Linked DNA regions of Sus scrofa: region 2 is linked to region 1. Evidence: chromatin contacts called from public Hi-C data. All regions are on one chromosome and are shown on one strand. Each heading gives the region's core, a stretch centred on a gene start, on an enhancer-like site or on the middle of the called end of the contact. The rest is flanking DNA. Distances are from core to core; before and after follow the strand shown.

The links. A called contact is a pair of places that touch in the nucleus more often than the background predicts.
Region 2: a Hi-C map of liver shows a contact between it and region 1, with 2.8 times the contacts expected there. The contact joins two enhancer-like sites. A contact is called at or near these places in 1 of 5 promoter capture datasets (liver), 4 of 47 Hi-C or Micro-C datasets (embryonic fibroblasts and liver) and 2 of 2 datasets of contacts at active chromatin or transcription factors (alveolar macrophages and skeletal muscle).

Annotation. Positions count from the first base shown.
Region 1 is chr10:66,280,515-66,287,202 of Sscrofa11.1, forward strand. It overlaps LOC110255728 (a long non-coding RNA gene), which reads left to right and starts at 622. Exons shown (of 3, transcript XR_002336439.1): 1 at 622-704; 2 at 1,465-1,519. Within about 2 kb of position 4,092, at least 24 of the 83 cell types and tissues checked have an H3K27ac peak or open chromatin away from gene starts, as enhancers often do. A contact at or near this core is called in liver, where this site is marked.
Region 2 is chr10:66,385,063-66,391,559 of Sscrofa11.1, forward strand. No RefSeq gene overlaps it. Among named protein-coding and RNA genes, the nearest start is that of KLF6, 100 kb to the right of the region's middle. Within about 2 kb of position 4,434, at least 2 of the 83 cell types and tissues checked have an H3K27ac peak or open chromatin away from gene starts, as enhancers often do. A contact at or near this core is called in liver, where this site is marked.

The DNA.
Region 1 (6,688 bases), core at 2,842-5,341:
TCACCCGGCCTTTGCCAGAGCTTTGCTGAACCCCCTGGGGAGGGGGCTTTTTGAGAGGGAGTCGTCCCGGCTCCGAGGGTGGCGGGGGCCGTGCAACCAACATGGCCCTTTCCTGCGCCGCAGCCCGGTCGGGAGAGCGGCTTCACTGCAAGTGGAAGCGCCGACTCAAGCCTGGTTCCCCCGAGGATGCCAGGGCTGCCGGGCCGGGGCCCACGCCAGCGGGAGGGCCTTCAACTCCAGTTCTCTGCCCCGCGCCTTCAGGCATGTCCGCTGTTACCCCGAATCTGAGAACGTTCTTTCATGTGTAAACCAGAGCTTTAGCCTGAGACTCGTTCGCACGCCGCAGTTTCCATCAAGGCCTTTTTTCTTTTTCTTTTTTTTCTGTTCAAGCCACTTTCTCTCCCTGATTAAAATGTGATCTTATCTGATGAGAACTGACCCAGGATCGAATTAATTCTCCAAAGGAACGGGTGCCAGTGGTCAGCCTTCTGAAACACAGGCGTTCCAGGCTCGGGGGCAGGAAGGGGACAGGGCTGTGGGGTGGGTGGGTCTGAAGGCAGTTTTGGAGACGTGTCTGCTCTGGCCTTAAAACCAGCCATGTAATCTAGCCTGGGTTGGACGCAGCAAAAGTGGAAACGCCTGCATATTTTGAAGGAATTCCAAGCAGACAGGACCTAGGGTTGGCCATGGACAAGGAGACAAAGGTAAGTTTAGGGATTAATTTACCAAGAAGGGCTCGGGGAGAAGAGGAAATTGGCGGCGGGGGGGGCATTCACAGCTGGTGGATTATTAGAGATTCAGGGTGAGAAGGATTCAGCAGTTGGATGAAGACTGAAGCTATTGAAAGGGACAAGAAAAATAAAACAAAGTGGCTGAAGTGACCCAGAGAACTGGGAGTTCAGTTTTTTGGGGGTTTTTTAGGGCCCCACCCTCAGCATATGAAAGTTTCCAGGCAAGAGGTCGAAGCAGAGATATGGCTGCTGGCCTACACCACAGCCATGACAATGCAGGATCTGAGCTGTGTCTGTGACCTACAGCACAGCTCATGGCAACAGCGGATCCTTAACCCACTGAGCGAGGTCAGGGATCGAACTCGCATCCTCATGGAAACTAGTCAGATGTGTTTCCGCTGTGCCATGATGGGAACTCCTGGGAGTTCAGTTAGACTGTGATACATCCAGCCCTCCCCGGGGTCAAAGGAATAGCAATCTTCGTATTAAATAACAGATTTCAGGGTTCTTGGAATGATAGGAACTTTGCTTTGTGGGAAAACAGCACAGTTCAAAAGCCTTTGAAGAATAGACACACAGTTTTCAGAATACTTTTGGAAAGAAATTACAGCAAAATGGCTCAATGACCAGGGAGAGACATTTCTGGTATTTGTCGTCATGAGCGGAAGGGCTGTTTGCAGAGAAAGAGTCAACTTATCTCCCTTGAAATCATGACTCGCCTGTCTCTCCCCAGACTCCTGTTCAGAAGCACAAGAGCATCTGAAGCTGCAGCTGCATCACTTTCTCAGGTGAGAGCAGAGCCTGCTGCCAGCCACGGGCGCCCCAAGGAAGGAACCTGTCCTCTGGATGCCCCCCTGCCCGACCCTCCCCCCGCCAACTCCATCATGTTCCCCCCTCACCCCAGAAGAGTAGGGGGCCATCCAGACTTAGCGGGCCTTGGGGCAAGCTGGCTTACACGAGCACAGGTGAATGTTCTGGAATGACTTCACCAGCCCTTCCAGATCCCAGGACTGGCCATCTGCCTGGATGCTCAGGCTTCACTGTGGAGTTAGAAGTCCTGGTCCTTGGACCAGCTGGTTTGCCCCATCTTGGTTGGGGGGAGGATGCGCTTGGGGTGGGGAGTGGCCTCCAGCTCCTGGGCTGGGCCCCCGTGTGAGGGCAGCAGGGCGTCTGTGTGAACGCCTGCTGTATCGAATATCTGTGCCGGCGTGCACACGGCACAGAATCCTCTCCGCATAGCAGGACCTCCTTCTGTCCCTAACCAAAACCGCCCCACCACCGTTCTCGACTCAGCTTAAATGTCACCTTCAAGAGTGTGCTCGGGTCACTCAGATCAAAGTTGGACGTTGGAATAAACGGGCTCATTGCTCCTGTCCTCTTTCTTCGCAGAGTTTACCACACTTTCCAGTAACACAGGTTTTTACTTGTTGAACGCCTGTCCGCCACCAGTCCCTAAACTCCCCGAGGACACAACCGGATCTGTTCTTATTGTCACATCCGTAACCCTTATCACAGCAAATGACACCTAGAGGCCAGGTAGCAAATACTTGTTGGCAGAATTCGTGAGGGTTGAGTGAATGAGCAATCGTGATGATTCGGTACAGCCTAGAAAATTCCATCGTGGTTATTGCTGTTATAAGGCCTACCATCGCTGTCCTAATCTGGGTTAGCGTCAGGGATCACTGACAAGTGATACGCTCCGAGCTGGCCGGCCAACAGCACCTCTTCTTACGTATCGGTGATGCTTCTCTACCAAAGGCATCGGTTCTTCCTGTGCCAAGTTCATTTCTAGTTTGCACACGACAGTTTTCTAGCGGGATCAGGGACACATTTTGTATTCCGCTAGGTTTCAGCTAAGAATATTTTCCATCTCCAGTCAGTTTGATTTTCCCAGCTCCGCTGGATGCTAAGAACCATGTTTAAGATGAGTCTCCGCGTTAATCATAAATATGCATCAGCTTCCAACCCTGTGCCAGCGCACGCGCCCAGCCCCTCCGGCTCGCCACCCCGGAGCCCTGCAGCCCTTCCCAACCCCTCTCCCCTCCTTTCAACTGCCCCTCGGCAACACAGACACACACACACACACACACACACACACACACGGTCTGTCCTTTCCACTGGTCAGCCCCACGGGACACAAGCAATGCAAAATCGTGGGGAGGGGGAAAGTGGTCAATGAGTGCACAGAAACAAACAGAAATCGGAAACTCCACGAGCTAAAGAGACCCCCCGGCTGGCATCTGGAGACTAACGCAGACTCTCAGGGGTCGCTCAGGCTTGCAGTTGGGGATGAAGGTGGAAACCAGGATGTTTCTTTCTCCTCTTCCCAAATCACAAGGACTCTGCTCACTCCGGGCGGACTCGGGTTGGTCGGGAGAGTGGAACCCGGGGCTGGTGGTCAGGCTGGTTGGGAGCTGATCGGAGCAGGACCACAGGACGAAGGCTGGGCACCCTCGGGCAGGCTGCAGGCGGCGTCTGGGAGATGCTCCCCCGAGATGTTCCCGCCGATGTGCTATGCTGTGCTGTGATGATTCCACCTCCCTTCCCATCCGTGGCAGCTGGCCTTGCTTTAAACTGTGGTTCCCAGCCTTGGCTTCCCTTTGGAATCCTCTGGGGAGATCTGGAAGCTTCCAGAAGGACAAATCTAGGAGGCACCCAGACCAATTAAATCAGGGTCTTCTTGGACCCCGAGATGAGTAGATGCAGGCATGGCTGACGCCCCCTGGAAAGGGTCCAACGAGAAGCAGGATGAAAGAGGCAACGCTCCAAACCAGAACCACCCAGAACACCACTGTTTGAAGGGCTTTGTTCTAGGGGAAAAGGGCACACATTCGATCCCACTCTCCTCCTCTCAGAAGACACTCTGCTTTATGGAAGTGAATGTAGCGTCAGTTATGGAACTCCGCACAGAAATGTTCGGTTTTCCTGCTTGGGTTTACAGCATCTCTTATTCCTCCAGCTATAATTTTATATGAGGCCTTGCTGGCATTTGCAGAGTAAAACATTACATGTAGTTTCCAGTGCAAAAGGTGTAGAAAGTTTTGCAAAACTCTGGAAGGGGAGAGAGCAAAAGGTTTATCTTCGGGTCATCACATTTTTATTTGATTTTTTTCCTCCTTTATACCGGTTGCTGTTACTTTAAAAGTCTTCTGGCATTTAACTGGCAATAAACAGGGCAAAACAAACTGTTCCTTCTTTTAGATTGTGCAATTTTTTATGGCTCTGTTTTAGAGTCACCAAATATGCCTTTTAGAAAAAAAATGCTTGTTTAACCACCTTCTGTTTGTATAGCAGTAGGGCTATTCGCCGACAAACCTCAGGGGTGAGGCAGTGTTTTCGGTGGAACTCAAGTTTCTCAAAGGTACTTAGAAACAACCTGACGTTAAGTGGCAGTGATGCTACGAGTCCCTCAGGCAGGAGAGTGCATGTCGCTGAACCAAGGATGGGCTGAGCTCATTTTGAGCCCAGTTGTCATGCCCAGATGTTTAAAGCAAGTGGGGTAGTCAGCAGGATCACAGCTGGAACCGAAGGAATCAGTGTGGGATAATCTGCTGACACGACAGTCTGGAAGCCAGTGGCCAGAGTGAATGTTTCCACGATACATCAGCGAGCACATTTGTGACCCCAGAGGCAGTGCCGGCAGGGAGGGTGAGTTCTATCTTGGCCGACACGGTGCCGTGCTTCAGGTTTTCCCATCTTTGATACATTTCCACATCGACCTAAAAACTTTAGGGTCCTGAGTTAGCAGCAAGGGGGGGAGTTGCACTGCAACCCAGTCTTCAGGCAGGAAAAGGAAAAAAAAAAAAGTAGGATTTCAGAGCAGCAAGTACTTTAACATTTAAAGACAAAATGTGAAGAATTTGGAGAATTCGTATGCTTCTCCAGACACATACATTTTGTTTTTTTGCAATAGGTTTTGCTGCCTCCAAGGCAAGTAGAGCAATAACCTCTGCCATCAAATAGCTTTTTGTTTGTTTTTCATCATTGCCTTTATTTATTTATTTACTTTGGTGTGGTCATAGCAGCAACCTAAAATGAAAAGGCAATTATTGCCTGCTTAGAACGAGATTCCAACCCCAGAAACCCTCCTTCCAGAGTTTGTGTCTCCTGTGTGTTATTACACAACACGATTAGAATTCTTCTTCTCTAACGTTGCTGTATCTCGCTGCCACCTTCATCCGAACATCATCATCATCTGAATAGTATTTAATTTTATGGCACATTTCCTTCCGACTGGATCCTTTGCTAAGTACATTATCCGTGCTGTTTATTTAGTACAGCATTAGGAAGCCTGTATGGTGTTATTGTACCGTTTTGCCATCAAGAATTGTAGACAGCTTAAGTAACAGCCAAATACTGCACAGCTAGAAAGCAGAGCCCACCTCTCCTGTTTTAAAAATCCCCTAATATAATGTGAAAACCTGTCAATTTCTCCCTGTAGCTTTGGCAGTGTTTTCTCTCACGACTTTGTTGTTGGATGTATACCTAAGTTTAGTTATAATTTCCTTGGGAAAGGGAAGCATTTCAGATACACAACAATTACTGTCTATCTTTAGGATGCTTTTCTGCCTCTGAGCTTCTTCTGTCCGGTGAGATAGTATTACTCTAGCTTTCTTTTATTAAATATCCCGTCTGGAGGGTGCGTTTGTGTGTGCATTTAAAGTAAATGCAAAAAACCAGAATACACGCATATACACACATATGTATGTATGTACACATATATGTATCTAGCAGTATATAGATACATGTGTATATATAAACGTTTATATATATGTATATATATAAATGTTTATATATACGTATATATATCCATTGCAAAGATTTTAGTGCCCAAGTTTTCTAAATTCTCATAATTTCGATGTGTCTCTTGTAAATGGCGGTGAACTCAGAGTGTCTACACCAGCTGAAATACGTACATTTGAATTAGGAAGTCGGGCCCGCTGGTGTTGCTTGATGCCCTGGAGAGGGCTAACTGGTGCGCTCAGCATCCTTGTCCACTGCTTCCCTGACTCGTGGTGCCTCTCATCCTCTCACGGAGCTGAGGGAGACGGAGCCCAGGGGACAGGATGCGAGCCGAGGAGCACGGGCGACTCCAGGGAGCGGGGCCGAGGCCTCAGGAAGAGGCCACGGTCTCCCCTGCCGCCCCCTTTTCCTGCCGACTCCCAAATCCTGATAGATCCACGGGCACCTGGGAGCCGGAGGAGAGGAGGACAGAGCCGCGTCGGCCCTGCCCAGGCCCCCAGGGCCGTGAGGACAGAGAGGCGGACCCCACATCTTCGGGGGAGAGGCTCTGCCAGGACGTCACTTCCCTCTCATCTTGTGCTGTTGTGTTTTTCCCACTCAAACCACACTTCTTTCTTCACTTTTCCTCTTTCTTGAATTCTTTCGAATCTGTTGAGGTTTTATTCTCACACCATTTCAAAATTACCACGTTTAATGTGTAAGCCCTATTTCTGTCATTTTGATGTTCTTATATGGTTTTCATAAGGAAATGGAAGTGTAGTCAGTGTCTTTTCCCTCTTCTAGTACAAGACCAAGGTTTGGGAACAATGTCTGTCTGTAACCTTTTGGTCCAGTATTTTAAGTTAAACTTTTAAAATGCTAGAAATCAAAAGTTTCCTTCGTTTAGGTTCAGTTTGTGACAAGTGCTTTGCTTTTGTCTTTTACACTCATCATTGAAAAATAATTTTACTGAGGATACAACTGGCTTGATTGTTGTTATTTTTTTCTGCAAATATGAAATAACTTTAATCTGTTTCAGCTTTCCATCTTTGCGGCTGGTTAATAACACTAGTCTGACTGTCATTCCTCTGAAGGGAACCTGGCTTTGCTTGGTGAGAGGTTTCAGGAACTTCTCTTTGTTTGAAATTTCCTTATTTATTTTATTTTTATTTTTTGCTTTGAAGAGCCACGCCCGTGGCACATGGAAATTCCTGGGCTAGGGGTTGAATCAGAGC
Region 2 (6,497 bases), core at 3,184-5,683, 100 kb after region 1:
TTGTTTCAAGCAGAATGTAGTAGACATCACATGAAAACAAACAAACAAGAAGCACAATTTTGACAAAAGTCAGTATCCATCACACGAGCTACCTACTTTCCATGTATCACTTTGTATATTCATAATATGGCAAATTAACACCCTATGTTTGGAATAACTTTGAGTTCTGGTAGGGGTCTCCTCATTGAATCATTATTCAGTTGAATTGAAATACCACAAGCACATCAATTTGTCAAGTCAATGCATGTTATTATAGTATTAATTTTTTAATCAGACTGGTAATCTGGCCAGTTGGCTGCTTAAAAGCAAAAATAGCCAGACAGGTCCTTGCCTTTTTAGGCTGAAGTTGCTGGGCTAGCTGTCAATCACAGGTGGTGGCTACCTGTGTGGACTCAGGACTTCCAGAACTGTGGGTGCCTCCTTCAACAGATGCTGCCTCCACACATGAAGATGCAGTTTGCTCCACAGAGAAAGGGACACGTCCCACCCAGCCCGGTGCCTCCTCATCAAGAGAATCCAGACGACGGTGTCAGATCGGAGGCTGGCAGGAAGCATCCCTTGGGTGGGAGGAGGCTGCAGACACCCAGTCAATGAGGTGGAATGTGTGGGCTCAAAAGCAGAGTATTACGTTAGCAGAGAAAAGACAGACATCACTGAGATAAGAGGAAAGATGTGGGCAGCACGTGGCAGCACTGGGTGAAAATTAAATGAAAAGAGTTAACTAAAATTAAAAGGGGTAGATTTCTTCCTTTTTTTTTTTTTTTTTTTTTTTTTTTTGGTCTTTTTGCCTTTTCTAAGGCTGCTCCCTCGGCACGTGGAGGTTCCCAGGCTAGGGGTCCAATCGGAGCTGTAGCCGCCGGCCTACGCCACAGCCACAGCAATGCAGCATCCGAACCGTGTCTGCAACCTACACCACAGCCACTGCAATGCAGGATCCGAGCTGCGTCTGTGACCTACACCACAGCTCACAGCAACGCCGGATCCTTAACCCACTGAGCAAAGCCAGGGATCGAACCCGCAACCTCATGGTTTCTAGTCGGATTCGTTAACCACTGCGCCACGACGGGAACTCCAAGAGGTAGATTTCTTTTATGGGTGTCCTTGAGCCTTTTCTTCATCCAAGTACCACCACCCTGTCAGATAACTCACCCGCGTGATTATAGCCGCCACAGTTGACGGGGAGAAACGGGGATTGAGAGGGGAGGACGTGCCTACGTGTCCAATGGAGCTGCGGTGTAGCCAGATGTCCAATATGGAAGGAGACAGTCACAGGCAGAGAACACACAGCGCTCTCAGCCATCCTGGCGGAGCCGGCGTCTCAGATAACCCTTCTCCAAAGGTTTTAGCCACGCTGCTCTTAAGGGAGAGAAAAATACTGCCACACGCAGTCCCGTTGGAGTGGCACTGAGTTCCACTCTGTACATGCAGTTCACGGGACCGAATCCCACCCTCAGAGACACTTGGAGAGGAGAAGCTGGCAGTGAATGCTTCTTGCGGTGGAGCAGGAGCTGTCACCCAACTTCCCAGTTTCCGGGAAAGCCAGATAGCCTGTTATAACCCCGTGCTTCCTTCTAACAAAAGAGACAAAATGTCTACACTCCCTTCAAGGTTTGGGGACCTTGTGACCTATGCGGAGCATTTCAAGAGAGAAACTTGAATAAGACTTTCAATTAATAGCAATTTTGCCTTTCCTAACATGTCACCGAGGTGGGGCTCCTTCCCAACCCCTTTCTCCCACTTATTTATACAGAGGCTGGTCCCCACATTTGTCTAGAAAGTCCCTGCTTTGCATGTGTGCCCAGCCGAGGCAGCGCTATTTGCATGTGCTGTGTAGCTCCGTGCTGGCAGCCTAAGAACAGCAGCGTTGCAGAAGCTGAGGTATATTCTTGGACTGACCCCATTCACTCAATCACTCCCCAGATACAATACAAGGCTATTGAAGGGTCGGAGACCCTGGCGGATTTGAAGGCTTTGTGCTCATTCCAGGATGTCTTTGTTCGGGTAACAATAGGTGACATCCCACATAATGCAGGCCATTTGTACCACTGCCTGCTGGAACTTCCTGTTTGGAACGCGCGGCAGAGAGGTTGCTGAAAAGCCTGGGTAGGCGGCGAGAAAGGAGCCAAACAACGCCGGATTTCCAGGATTTTCTCTGGTTGAGGATGAAGGCAATTAAATGGGTGAGGACCCAGAGAAAAGACAGCATTGCGCTGGGCGACCCGCATGCTTGAAAGTGGGTTTACAGGTCTGCGAACGCGCCGGACTCCTGCAAAGCTGGGCCCTCACGCTGAGGCAGGTGGCCCCGCCTGGGCCCTCTGCTTTGCTCCCAGAGCACCTGCCAGCTTTCCAGCACCTCAAAGCCGGGCCTTTCCCAAAGACCATCATTTATCAAAATAAAAGAGAGGATCTCCTGGAATTCAATACTTTTTTGCTGTTTACATGATTTGGGGTATTGAAATCTGTCGAGTGAAGGGAGAGAAGCAATGTATCTTCTTAACAAAGTGTCTCTGGAGAATGAGGCCAATCCTGGCACTTGCTGACGGGACTTCCACAGAGACAGAGTGATCCCCATCTGGCCCGCTGCTCACGCGTGAGCCCGGAGCCTACAGACGGGCGCTGGGGAGGGGGGCAGGTTCAGGGCCCCAGCATTGGCCGGAAGGGTCTCAGGTCCCAGCTGGTCACCTGAAGTCTTGAGCAAGTTCCTTGACCCCACTGAGCCCCTGCTTCCTCCTCAGACAAGGCGGGGTCTTGCTTCTGCGTGTGGGGAGGACGGGGTACACAGAGCCCATCCCGGAGGTGCCCGCGGGACTCGGATGGGTGGGGCAGTTTCTCCACGCCCAGAGCACATCCTCCCCAGACCCAAGGACCGGGGTTGAGCAACAATCCCATGACATCTGAGCATTTCCAGCAGCCTCCCAAAGAAGTTTCATATGTCTAAACCCTTTGAAAGGGAGGCGTATAAACTAGGCATATTCTTCTCTGAGGAGGGTCTGAGTTTTACAGGCAAAGCAAGGGAGCCCGAGCTGGGGTTTGCTGATGTCATAGAGGGAGGCGAAAACAAATATTTGGAAACTTTTTTGGAAATGACACAGCAAGGATAAGAACCCAAGAGCATGCTAAAGGTACAAGACAGACTCTTATGTGCTAACAGTAACACTAGTTTACAAGGATTGAGCTGCTAGAATGGGACGGACACTGCTATTCCCTCTCTACGCAATATTATTCATCATTCCTGGGAGGGACAGGTCATTTTTTTCTAGATACAACAAATGAGAAAGCCGATTAACATGATCTGGTAGGTACTTGATCTTGGACATGAGAGAAGGTTGGATGCGTGTGGCAGGCACTCTGCTGAAAGCTTTTGATGACGAGGTAACACCATGTAATACTTATTTCACTGATGTGAGAGGTAAGGAATGAACCGCTTTGAGTGGACGCATTTCTCAGCCTCACCCAGACAAACAAGTGGACGCAAACCTGACTCTTTAATGTGGTTTGCGGCAAGCGCCTTTGTCCTTCTCCACTCCCGCGGCATCACTGCGCCTGTCTCAGGGCCCGAGAACACACATGGCAACCCCCCAGCTGTGTGAGCTTGGGCAAACAATTTAACCTCACTGTTCCTCGAGTGCCCATCTGTAAAATGGACTAATAGTAACAGCCCACACTGGAGCAGGTGTTACAAGGACCAGGTAGCGAAGTTGATGCTCTCAAAACCCTTGCAGCAGTGCCTGGCGCATAATAAGTGCTCAAGAACTGTTAGCCTATAAATTCCTGACTCATTATCATCACTCCATCTGAGCTGAGTGAAAGTCTCACCCAGAATAAATAGGCACAGAATTCAAGAACTTGACAGAGTTGCTTGGCGGCTCAGGGGTTAAGGATCCATCACGGCTCTTGTTCCGTCCCTGGCAGGGGAAGGTCTGCGTGCTGTGGGCGTGGCCAAAATAAATGAATAGGAGTTTGATGCGTTCTTATCTGCCCTCCTAGCCCTTCAGGAGCTGGCCACCCTCCCCAGCGAAGGTCATTGTCGGTTCTCCCGGAATTATGCTGCCCACTGCTCTGCCTGCACCCTCCTCCTCAGCTCTCTTTGGGAAACAGCAAAACCAGCTGCCAGGCACCAAAGGGCAGGCGGTCTCCCCCCACCGCCCAGTCCAGCCCTTGGCCTCTCGGTCAGTCGGTATTTTTGTCACATTCTCTGGAAACACTAAGGCGTCTCTTCCAGCATTTGCACCTAACGAAGCTTCTTTCTTTGGATGTGTGGCATTAGGCTTTCAGCCAGAGTACATCTGTGTTCATTCCGTTGGTGAAATTATATTTTAAGACCTTCCTAATTTTTTTTAAAAGAAAATGTGTCCTCTAAATACTAACTGGCAGGCAGGGTGCGGGGGCTGGGGATACAAAGGTGAATAAGGCAAAGTCCTCCCGTTTGCCGTTGTCCCCGTCTGCTAGGGAAAAGGACATCGCCACGGACCATCGAAGTGAGTCCTGGGACCACAGGTGTCCAGGAAGTGCCGAGGGGGAGGGCAGTGAGATCCCAGGAGCCCCCGAGCCCTGGTGGGCGTCCACGGGGGATTTGACTGTGGCCACTTTGGAGGGACGGGTATGTGAAGCCCAGACACCTCTTCCTTCCTCCCCACCCTCCGAGCACTCTGAGCCCGGGGCCAGGTAAGCTTGACCTCAGGAGACTTTGGAGGAGAACAGGGAGAGCGTGAGTCAATCCCCTTTACCTGCATAAAAAAGGCTCAAAGCATGTTTTTCCGGGGAGGATGATGACTGAGGGGGTCAGGGAAGCCCCTTCCTGCAGCTGAGAGCTCCTGGAGAAAAACCCCAGCAGTTCTGCCCCTGCGGCTCTGTCTTCCCGGAGGTAAAGACCAGAGGACTAAGCAGTGGAAAGGTCGCCAGCAAGAGAAACCACCCAGGAGTGGCTCAGCAGGTTAGGAACCCGACTAGTATCCACGAGGACGCAGGCTTTACCCCTGGACTCACTCAGCAGGTTCAGGATCTGGCGTTGCTGTGGCTGTGGTGTAGGCTGGCGGCTGCAGCTCTGATTTGACCGACCCTAGCCCGGGAACCTCCATATGCCACAGGTGTGGCCCCTAAAAAAAGAAGAGAGAGAGAGAGAACCCACTCAACAGGTCCCACGTCCCCCTGGAATCCCCGCCGGGTCTACCCTCGCCTGCAATCTCCCTGTGCATCGACTGCACCACTGAGGGTCCTGCTCAGATTGCCATCTCCGACTAACTAATCAGAAGGCGTGTGAGCCCCAGGAGAGGTCAGGACAGTCATAAAGCTCCAACCCACACCTGGCTTCTCGCTCAAGGAAAGGACTTGCAGTCTTCGATGGAGTCCTGTCAGCGCTTGCTCTGTCTTATCTCCTAAAATTTCAAATAGTTCTCGTAGTTGGCCAGAGAGTTGAGACCCAAGCGCCTGGAGTATTGTGTGCAATCCCCGCTTCCCCCTCCCTCTGCACTGCTCCCCTGACCGATTCCCCAAGATCAGACCCAGGTGAAGTAGAGGGGGAGCCATGCGGTTCTCAAGTTTTGGGGGGTCAGGTGTCCCCCCTCACAGTCAGGAGCTCATCTTTACCGTACATGCACCAGCCTAAGCCCACACACCCCACACGAATGTCCACGCCTGACTTTAACCTGAGTCTGGGGAGAAGACGATTCATGCAGATGCAGGCAGTGGTCCCTCCCGAGGTCCTAGGGGCCCACCAGGGCGAAGGAGCTCCAGGTTTGAAACCACTTGCTTTAGGTCCTGAAAGATACTCAGTCGCCTAATCACCTAATCACTCAGGGGGTTTCCTGCCCGCAGCACCCTCCCCCGCACCCTGAGAAACCATGTGCCCTGCCGGCCATGCAAGACTCCACCAGGGGCGAGGGATGAGCGGCAAGCCGTCCATGAGGGCAGAGCGGTCTCTCCCTGGCAATCCGCAGGCACTCCTAAAACCCGCTCGCCGGTGATCAAATTAGGAATCCTTTCACATCAAAGAAAAGTTCCGTTTTCATACCCGGGGTGAATATTGGATATCACTTTTTTTCTGCTCGGCATTTTGATATAACTATGCAATAATGTCCAAATAATGCCATGTTTACATATGCCAGGTGACAAGCGGTGTGTGTGGGATTACGGCGTTGAGGAGGGGATATTAGAAACATCTGAAGCATAATGAAAACTGTATATTGAAACATAACTTTTCTTCTGCAGTTTTATGTGTCATTGACAAAAAAGCAGGCAGGAGAAATTACTCCGACAGTAGAATCCCCCCCAGCTTCCACCGTCTGGTAACGGCGCTGCTCTTAGGGACAAAGTCCGGGATGAGAGAAGATTTCACGGAAGAACTGGCCAAAGGAAAGCCTAATTGCAAAACCACTGTCATTAATGTTGCAGAAGTGATTTCTAAGAGTGTGAAAAATTAGCATTAACAGTTCTGTACGAAGTTATATCGGACTACAATTTTAAATCGAGCTGACCTTTCAAAGACAAACTAATTACCA